2 separate regions of the Sus scrofa genome follow, and region 2 is linked to region 1. Evidence: chromatin contacts called from public promoter capture Hi-C data. All regions are on one chromosome and are shown on one strand. The core of a region is the stretch at or near the end of the contact, and the rest is flanking DNA. Distances in the headings are between cores, read along the strand shown.

The links. Promoter capture Hi-C pulls out the DNA fragments that hold promoters and counts their contacts.
Region 2: a promoter capture Hi-C map of fetal skeletal muscle shows a contact between it and region 1, with 6 times the contacts expected there. The contact joins the promoter of FNDC5 here to the promoter of SYNC in region 1. A contact is called at or near these places in 2 of 5 promoter capture datasets (fetal skeletal muscle and liver), 17 of 47 Hi-C or Micro-C datasets (alveolar macrophages, blood, embryonic fibroblasts and 10 more) and 1 of 2 datasets of contacts at active chromatin or transcription factors (alveolar macrophages).

The regions. Positions count from the first base shown.
Region 1 is chr6:89,024,811-89,028,160 of Sscrofa11.1, reverse strand. It overlaps SYNC (syncoilin), which reads left to right and starts at 1,854. Exons shown (of 5, transcript XM_013999124.2): 1 at 1,854-1,997. The coding sequence starts at 1,945.
Region 2 is chr6:89,170,343-89,173,692 of Sscrofa11.1, reverse strand. FNDC5 (fibronectin type III domain-containing protein 5) reads left to right here and starts at 1,822. Exons shown (of 6, transcript XM_021095834.1): 1 at 1,822-2,044. The coding sequence starts at 1,837.

The DNA.
Region 1 (3,350 bases), core at 605-3,104:
TGGAGAGTTGGAGAGGGTGTTCTAGGCAGAAGGGGACAGTAAGAGCAAAGCGAAGGCCTAGAGGTGTTTCTGAGACCCTGGGGGATTCACAGTTTCAGCCTGAAGAAGGGCACACAGGGAGGTTAAGAGGGGTTACAGAATTCAGTTTCGGGAACTGCCTGGTGCCAGGTCCTGGGTTGGGGGTTGGAGGGGAAAGGATAGCCCTTCTTAATGCCACTCTTGCTGCCTGTTGCCTAGCACCACAGCAAACAGTGCTGCTGGCAGGCCTGGCCCTTGCTCCCTCAGCACCCCTCTGACTGGCAGCAACTGTCAAATGACCAGCCACGGAGGCTTTGCCAACCTCCTCCCCTGGAATATTTTAGAGGTAAGTCAGAAAATGACCAGCAGCCTCCAAAACCCAACTTTTTCTCGTGCATACCTTACAAGGGTGTATTTGGCTGCCCTTGGGTGTTAATCTCCCACCCCCTTGCATCAGACAGAGAGATATAAATATACCACCGCAGGCAGCACTCATAACCTGGATAAATGACTCGCACCAGGCCCTGGTCACACACAGACCCCACAGACGACTCTCCACACATCCGCTTGCGAGCGCCCCTGATGCTCTCACCCTTCAGTCCTCAAGTCACTTCTAGGCACAGTCACACACACACACTGTATACACGCCCCTCAGCCCAGTCACGACAGCCACAGCATGGCCACGCCAACACTCCACAACCAGCACCAGCACTACTCAAAATCACCGCCGCCTCGCTATACAGTCACACGCTCCTATGCCCACTCACAGGCATGTACCCCGCCCCCCAGTCATCACAGGGTCACGCGTGGACACACAATGCCAGTCTCCCCGCCACACTCCATACGCACAAACACGTGGCGTTCATACAGTCGCCAGCAGGCACAGAGATCCCAACACACAGCCCACATGCGTTCAACAGAGCCGCACTGCTGCCCCACCCCCACCCCTCGCTGCAGGCCTCTCTGATTAAAGACATCCAGCCCCTCCGCTTGTTATGGTGCACAGCATTCTTCTGCGATTGAGTCAAAGAGCTCCCCAGACAGAGGGGCTAAGTGGAAAAAAGGCATCAGGAGGGAGAATGCCGGAGGCCCAGGTCTGGAAGGGGCCAGACAGCTTCTCGCTTAGGGAGAAAGCAAGCCTTCAGTGTTTAAGTTTGATCCCCACACTGGTGGACTTCGAACTTGGGGAAGGGGAGCGCGCCTTGGAGTGGACCGCACTGCGGGCGGGGGTGACAGGTGGAGCAAGCGGAGAGACCCCAGGAAACCTCGCAGCGCAGGGGCGGAGAGCGGGTTAAATACGGACTCAACCTCAGAGGCTCCAACCCTCCCGAGCAGTCCTCCCACCGCCCTTCTCCAGGCTCCCGACTGTCCCCAAATGGACGGGGTGTGGCGTTACCCCTCCTCCTCCAGCCCTTGGCGACAGCTGCGGGGCACAGCTCTCAGGCGCCGGGGGAATCGCAGGGCGGCGGCGGACACCCCTGAACTCCTGCGGGCGGCGGGCGGGGTGCTGGGTCCCTCGAGGTCCCCAACCCCACACCCAGCCCCCTCCCGGGACGGCCGGGCAAGGCAAGCGCTCCCCTGGAGCTGCAGAGCCACCTTCCTCCCCGCACCCCCGCAGCTAGGACCCTTGAAAGGGAAGGGTGGAGAGAGAGAAGGTTCGGGAAGACCTAGGGATGGCCGGTTTTGGAGACGCCGACCCCCCATACCCTTCTCCCCCGGCTGGTCCCGGGAGGGGCGGCCTCTCCCCGCCCCTGGGCCGCGCGGCCGCTCCCTCCTCCCGCGGAGGAGCCCGGGCCAAGTGGGCGCGCCCGGCCCGGGGCCGGCGGGATCCGGTGTCGGCTGCAGCTGGCAGTGCTGCTGGCGGGCGCGGGCGGCCCGCGGGGCCGGCTATTAATACCGCGGCCGCCCAGCCCGGGTCGTGCAGCCATGGCCAGCCCGGAGCCCCGGCGCGGCGGGGACGGCGCCGCCCAGGCCGCGAGGTAGGAGCGTCCCGGGCCCGCGTCGCCGCCTCTGGGGAGGGGGTGCCGGCGGGATCCCCTCCCCCCGCGAGCGCCTGTCGCCGGGGCGGGGGGCGGGGCAGGGGTCCAGCCGGGGTGGGGCACGGGGCGGAGCCACCGGCCAAGGGAGAGCGGGGAGTCCGGCCTGGCCAGCACCTCCGTTTGTCTGGGGCTTTTTATAGTCCCCCCTCCCCCTCCCACGGGCGGCGTGAGGGTTAACCCCTTTACATTAGAGGGCATCAATCGTCAGATGCCCTTCGGCCCACAGGGGCCAAAGACGCTACCCGTTTTCTTTCATTCCTCACCCCAAAGGCAAGTGGAGATGGAGGCCTCCAGCTGCTGAATTCGCCCTGTGGAAGATGCTTGGTGCAAGGTTGGGCAGCGGCCAGCTTAGAGTTGAGAGTTCAGGAAGCTCATTCTCTCTGGTCCAGGGCCTGGCATGGTGTGGGGGCAGGGTCTCCTGTCCTAGACCCGCAGGAGGGCCTTGGCTGGCCAGGAGCCCTGGAGGGGAGGCTCTGTCCCTCCCTCCCTCCCTCCATCCATCCATCCCTCCATCCATCCTCATAGTGAGCTTGCCACTGGTTAGGGGGAAGGGACCTGTGGCTGAAGGGTTTGAGGTGAGGAGGCAGCGTTTCCGCCCCAGGTTAGCCTGTAGCCCTGGACTTCCTACTGTACCAAGAGGTAGAGGTGCAGATACACACACGTGACGCCCCTCCACTGTCACAGTTTGACACATACACTCACTTGTACTGCGGTACCCACATGTGGGTACACACGGAGCCAGCCACACACCAACTCAGGCCTGCACAGGGTCACAAACACTCCAGCCATAGCCTTGCTGGACAGGGTAGGGAGCTGCTGGAATACTTGAGGGACAGGGACGGAGTGGCAGAGGTGGCCCAAGGAAACCTGAAGTCAGGGGTCACAGCTGAGCTGCCTCCCTTGCCCCCTACCTCCCATCATCACCTTTTTCCCCCAGCTCCTTAGAGAGAGGCAGCTGTGTGAGGGCAACACCTAACAGAGGCCTGGCACTGTGGGTGGGGTGACCGAGGCAACATGGTGTGTGGTAACAGCGCTGCCTGCGAGTCAGGAGACCTAGGTTCTACTTCCAGCTTTGCCACTTGACCTTGGGCAAGTTTCCCCCTTGGATCTCAGTCCATTGCTGCCTGTCTTCTACAGAGCCCCACCCTGGGGTATAGAGAAAATAACTGCGCTTGTCCTTAGGAAATGGACTGTCAGGGAAGATAGACCCAGGCACTTCCATAATACAAAGCACTTAGTGCAAAGATGAGCTGCATACAAAGTGCCTTGAGAACACGAGAATGCAGGTTGTCT
Region 2 (3,350 bases), core at 573-3,072, 150 kb before region 1:
GGCCCCACCTGAGGCTCATCTCAGGAGAAGGTATGTGGCTGAGGAAGCAGAAGGGGCCGGGGTGTGGGGGGGTGTTGGCCTGCCCAGCGCAGCAGGCCTGGGGGCCTGAGGGGTTAGAGGGTTAGGTTGTGCTGCTCAGCAAGGACCCCCTGAGCCCCCTCCCATCTCACCCCTCCCAGGGTGACCAAATGGAAGCTTGGGGGGCAGTGTAAGGAGTCATGGGATGGGCATTGGGAGACAGGGGCGCCATTGCTGCTCCTCACTTGCCCTGTGAATTCGTACCCAGCTCTTCCCATCTCTGGATCTCAGTTTCTTAATGGAAAATGGAGGCAGGGCAGGGATGCTTTGTGGGACAAAGCTTGACAAGGTGTCACCCTTTTCAAAAAGAATAAGGGCTTCTGGACGACCTGAAGGCCTTTAAGATGCAAAGGAATGCCCCTCTAATGGAATTTCAGACAGTGGAGGAGGGGGCTCATTTGGAGAGATGGGCCCCCTGGTCTATGCTTCTCTCCTCAACCTTGTTTCTCTGACTGGGACTTAGGGCGGAGAAGGTCCCTGGGGTGGGGGTCGGGGCTTCCCCAGCCCAGTGCTCCAGAGGGCCTCTTATTAGGGAAAGGGCAGTGGCTGCAGCCTGAGGGCTTTTCTCTGCCACTCCAAGATCAGAAACAGAGTGGCTTAGGCAGGGTGTGTGGGACCGAGGTAGGGACGGTGGTAAGCATATGGATGTCCCCAGGGTAATGAGGGAGGGGTCCCCAAGCCCTTTCTGAACTGTGACTGCTGGCCATGTCGCCAAAGCCCCCTGCACCTTGGAGTCATTAGCTCATTCACTACTCCTAGCCTTCAGCTGCGCCAGAAGGGTGGGGGCAGCGGTATTGGAGCCACTTCTCCCTCACCCAGCTTTTGGGAAGAGACGGTGCCAGAAAGCTCTCTGGCTCCAGAGAAGCTGGCACAGACAAGTTCTAGCATCTCAGGGATCCCTGGGTGGGAGACAGTCCAGTCACGCACACATGGGGAGTCAGCTCAGCCTGTGTTCAAATCCTGGCTCTGCTGTGGGTCCTTGAGCAAGTCAAGCAACCTCTCCAAGCTGCAGTCTCCTATGCAAAAGGCAGACAGCAGAGCGCTCAGTCTTCCAGGGCTGCAGTGAGAGGGGAGGTCATGAATCAAGAACAGCCCCCAGGCACTTAGGAGATGCTGACGCTTACTCCCATTAAGGAGAGAAATGAGGAGCCCAAGAAGGGGAAAGACTGGTCTGGGGTCCCAGAGCTAGGTCCTCCTAGCACCCTCTTCTCGGCCCCATGGTAAACAGCACCTCCTGTCTGCACCCCGGCACCTACTAAGAACTCTGTAGTCACCCCCATCCCTACTAGCATTGCTCCCCTCTGCTCCCTCCTGCCCCAGCCTGCAAGGCCTCGGGACTGGGGCCAAGTGAGGGGTGGGGACCCCCAGCAGAGGGAGGGGAGGTCAGCTTTGGGGTGGGATGCCGTGGGGGCACAGAGGAGCATCTCCGTGCCACTTGCCCTCCCTCTCCCTCCGGAAAGGCCAGAGGTGGGGGCCGGGTCAAGGCTGCGCGGCGGGGAGAGGGACTTGGCACCGGGGAGCGCAGAGAACACCCTCGGGCTCCTGTACCGACGAGATGGCGGGAGGGGGGCCGCGTCGCGGGCTGTCGGGGTTGGGGGGGGCGCGGGGGCGCCCTCCGCCCCTCACCCCGCCCCCGCGCCTCTCCCCGCAGCGGGGGCGCCCCGCCCCCCGGGCGCCCGACGTGGACGCGGCCGCCGCCGCTGCCGCCGCCGCCGCCGCCGCCGCCGCCGCGCGGGAGTCGCTGTCCGCGGAGCCGACATGCCAGCGGCGCGGGGCGGCGCGGGGCGGCCGAGCCGGGCGGGTCGCGGGCCGGAGCGCCAGTGCGAGCGGCCGCCGGGCGCCGGAGCCGCGTCCCCCTGCGCCGCCCCGAGCCGGCTGGCCGGAGCAGCCGCCATGCACCCCGGGCCGCCCCGCGCCGCGCTCCGCCTGTGGCTGGGCTGCGTCTGCCTCGCGCTGGTGCAGGCGGGTAAGGGGGCCCGGGGCGGGGGGCGGGGGGCGCGGGCTGGTATCCTCGGGTCCCTTCCCTGCTCCCTGAGGACCCAGTCTCTGGCCCGCTCACTGCTCCCCTTGCTCCACCCGCAGCCCCTTTCCTGCCTTCTTGACCCCCAGACCTGACCTCCAGCTCTCAAAGCCCTTCCTTTCACCCCTGCCCTGGTCAAGGGTCTTGGGATGCCCCAGTCCCCTCCTCCCATTGCCCTGACCCCAGACCTTTCCCTCAGAAGCCCTAGCTCCTTTCGCTGGCCCAGGGAGCAGCTGAGGACACTGATCTCCCCACCTTGGGCCTCCCTCCCTGTCCCCAAGCCTTGCAGGCCAACTCTGCAGGTCTGAGCGGGATGGGGTTCTGCTGTGTGGGAGGGATGGGACTGGCACCCGAGGGCGCGCTGGGACAGGTGGGGGTGGACCCTGAGCCTGGAGTCTGGCCTGCCCCCGGGGCCTGGCCTCCTCCTCTCCCAGCCTCTCCTGACGCCCTGTCCCTGTCCCTTCTGGCTGCCGCCCGTCTTGCTCATCTCTCCTGCCCGTCTCTCCTTGGCTCAGTGCTCTCTCTGCTTCCGCCCCGCGTCTGTCTCTGATACCCCACTTGTCAGTTCTCTGGTTCTGTGTCTGCTGCCCCTGCATGTGTGTCTCTGTCTCTCTCCGACTCCACCTCTGGCTTTGTCTCCCCAGGCTCTAGGCACAGCCCCTGGGGTCTCAGGTTCACTCGCTTGTGGGGTGAGAGGTGCGGCTTCAGCTTAGGTCTTCCCCTTTTAGAGCCTGTCCTTGGGGCTATAGAAGCTGTGTGAGTCTGCTGCCCCTCTCCTAGAAGGTTCTCCCCTCTCTGACCCCCATCATCCCCATCACTGCCTTCTCATCTGATCTCCTTCGTCCTCTCCCCCATCTAGAAGGCCCTACCCTGTACTCTTGACTCCACCGAGGGGCCCTGCTCCGAGTGAACCCATCCTCCTCTGCCGCCTCCCCACCGGCCTCTCGGGGTGGAGAAGAGGCCCTTCCCCACAATACTGGGGGCTCCTCTTTTGATCCTCACTCCCATCCCAGGGATCCCCCAGCTTGGCTCTTCTCGACCTCTGGGTCGGTCTCCTTCCTTCAAGGTCACTCACTTGACAGTGCATTTCTCTAGAAAGAGTGCTGGACTGGGAGGCCTTCTGCCTGCTCTGCACCAGGCTAACCTTCAGCTCCTGCAACCCTGGCCACCTACATCTCCCCCAGGCCTGTCCCCCCACCTCTCATTGCCCCTCCACCAGACCTGGCCCAGGCTCATCACTTTTAGCTTGAAC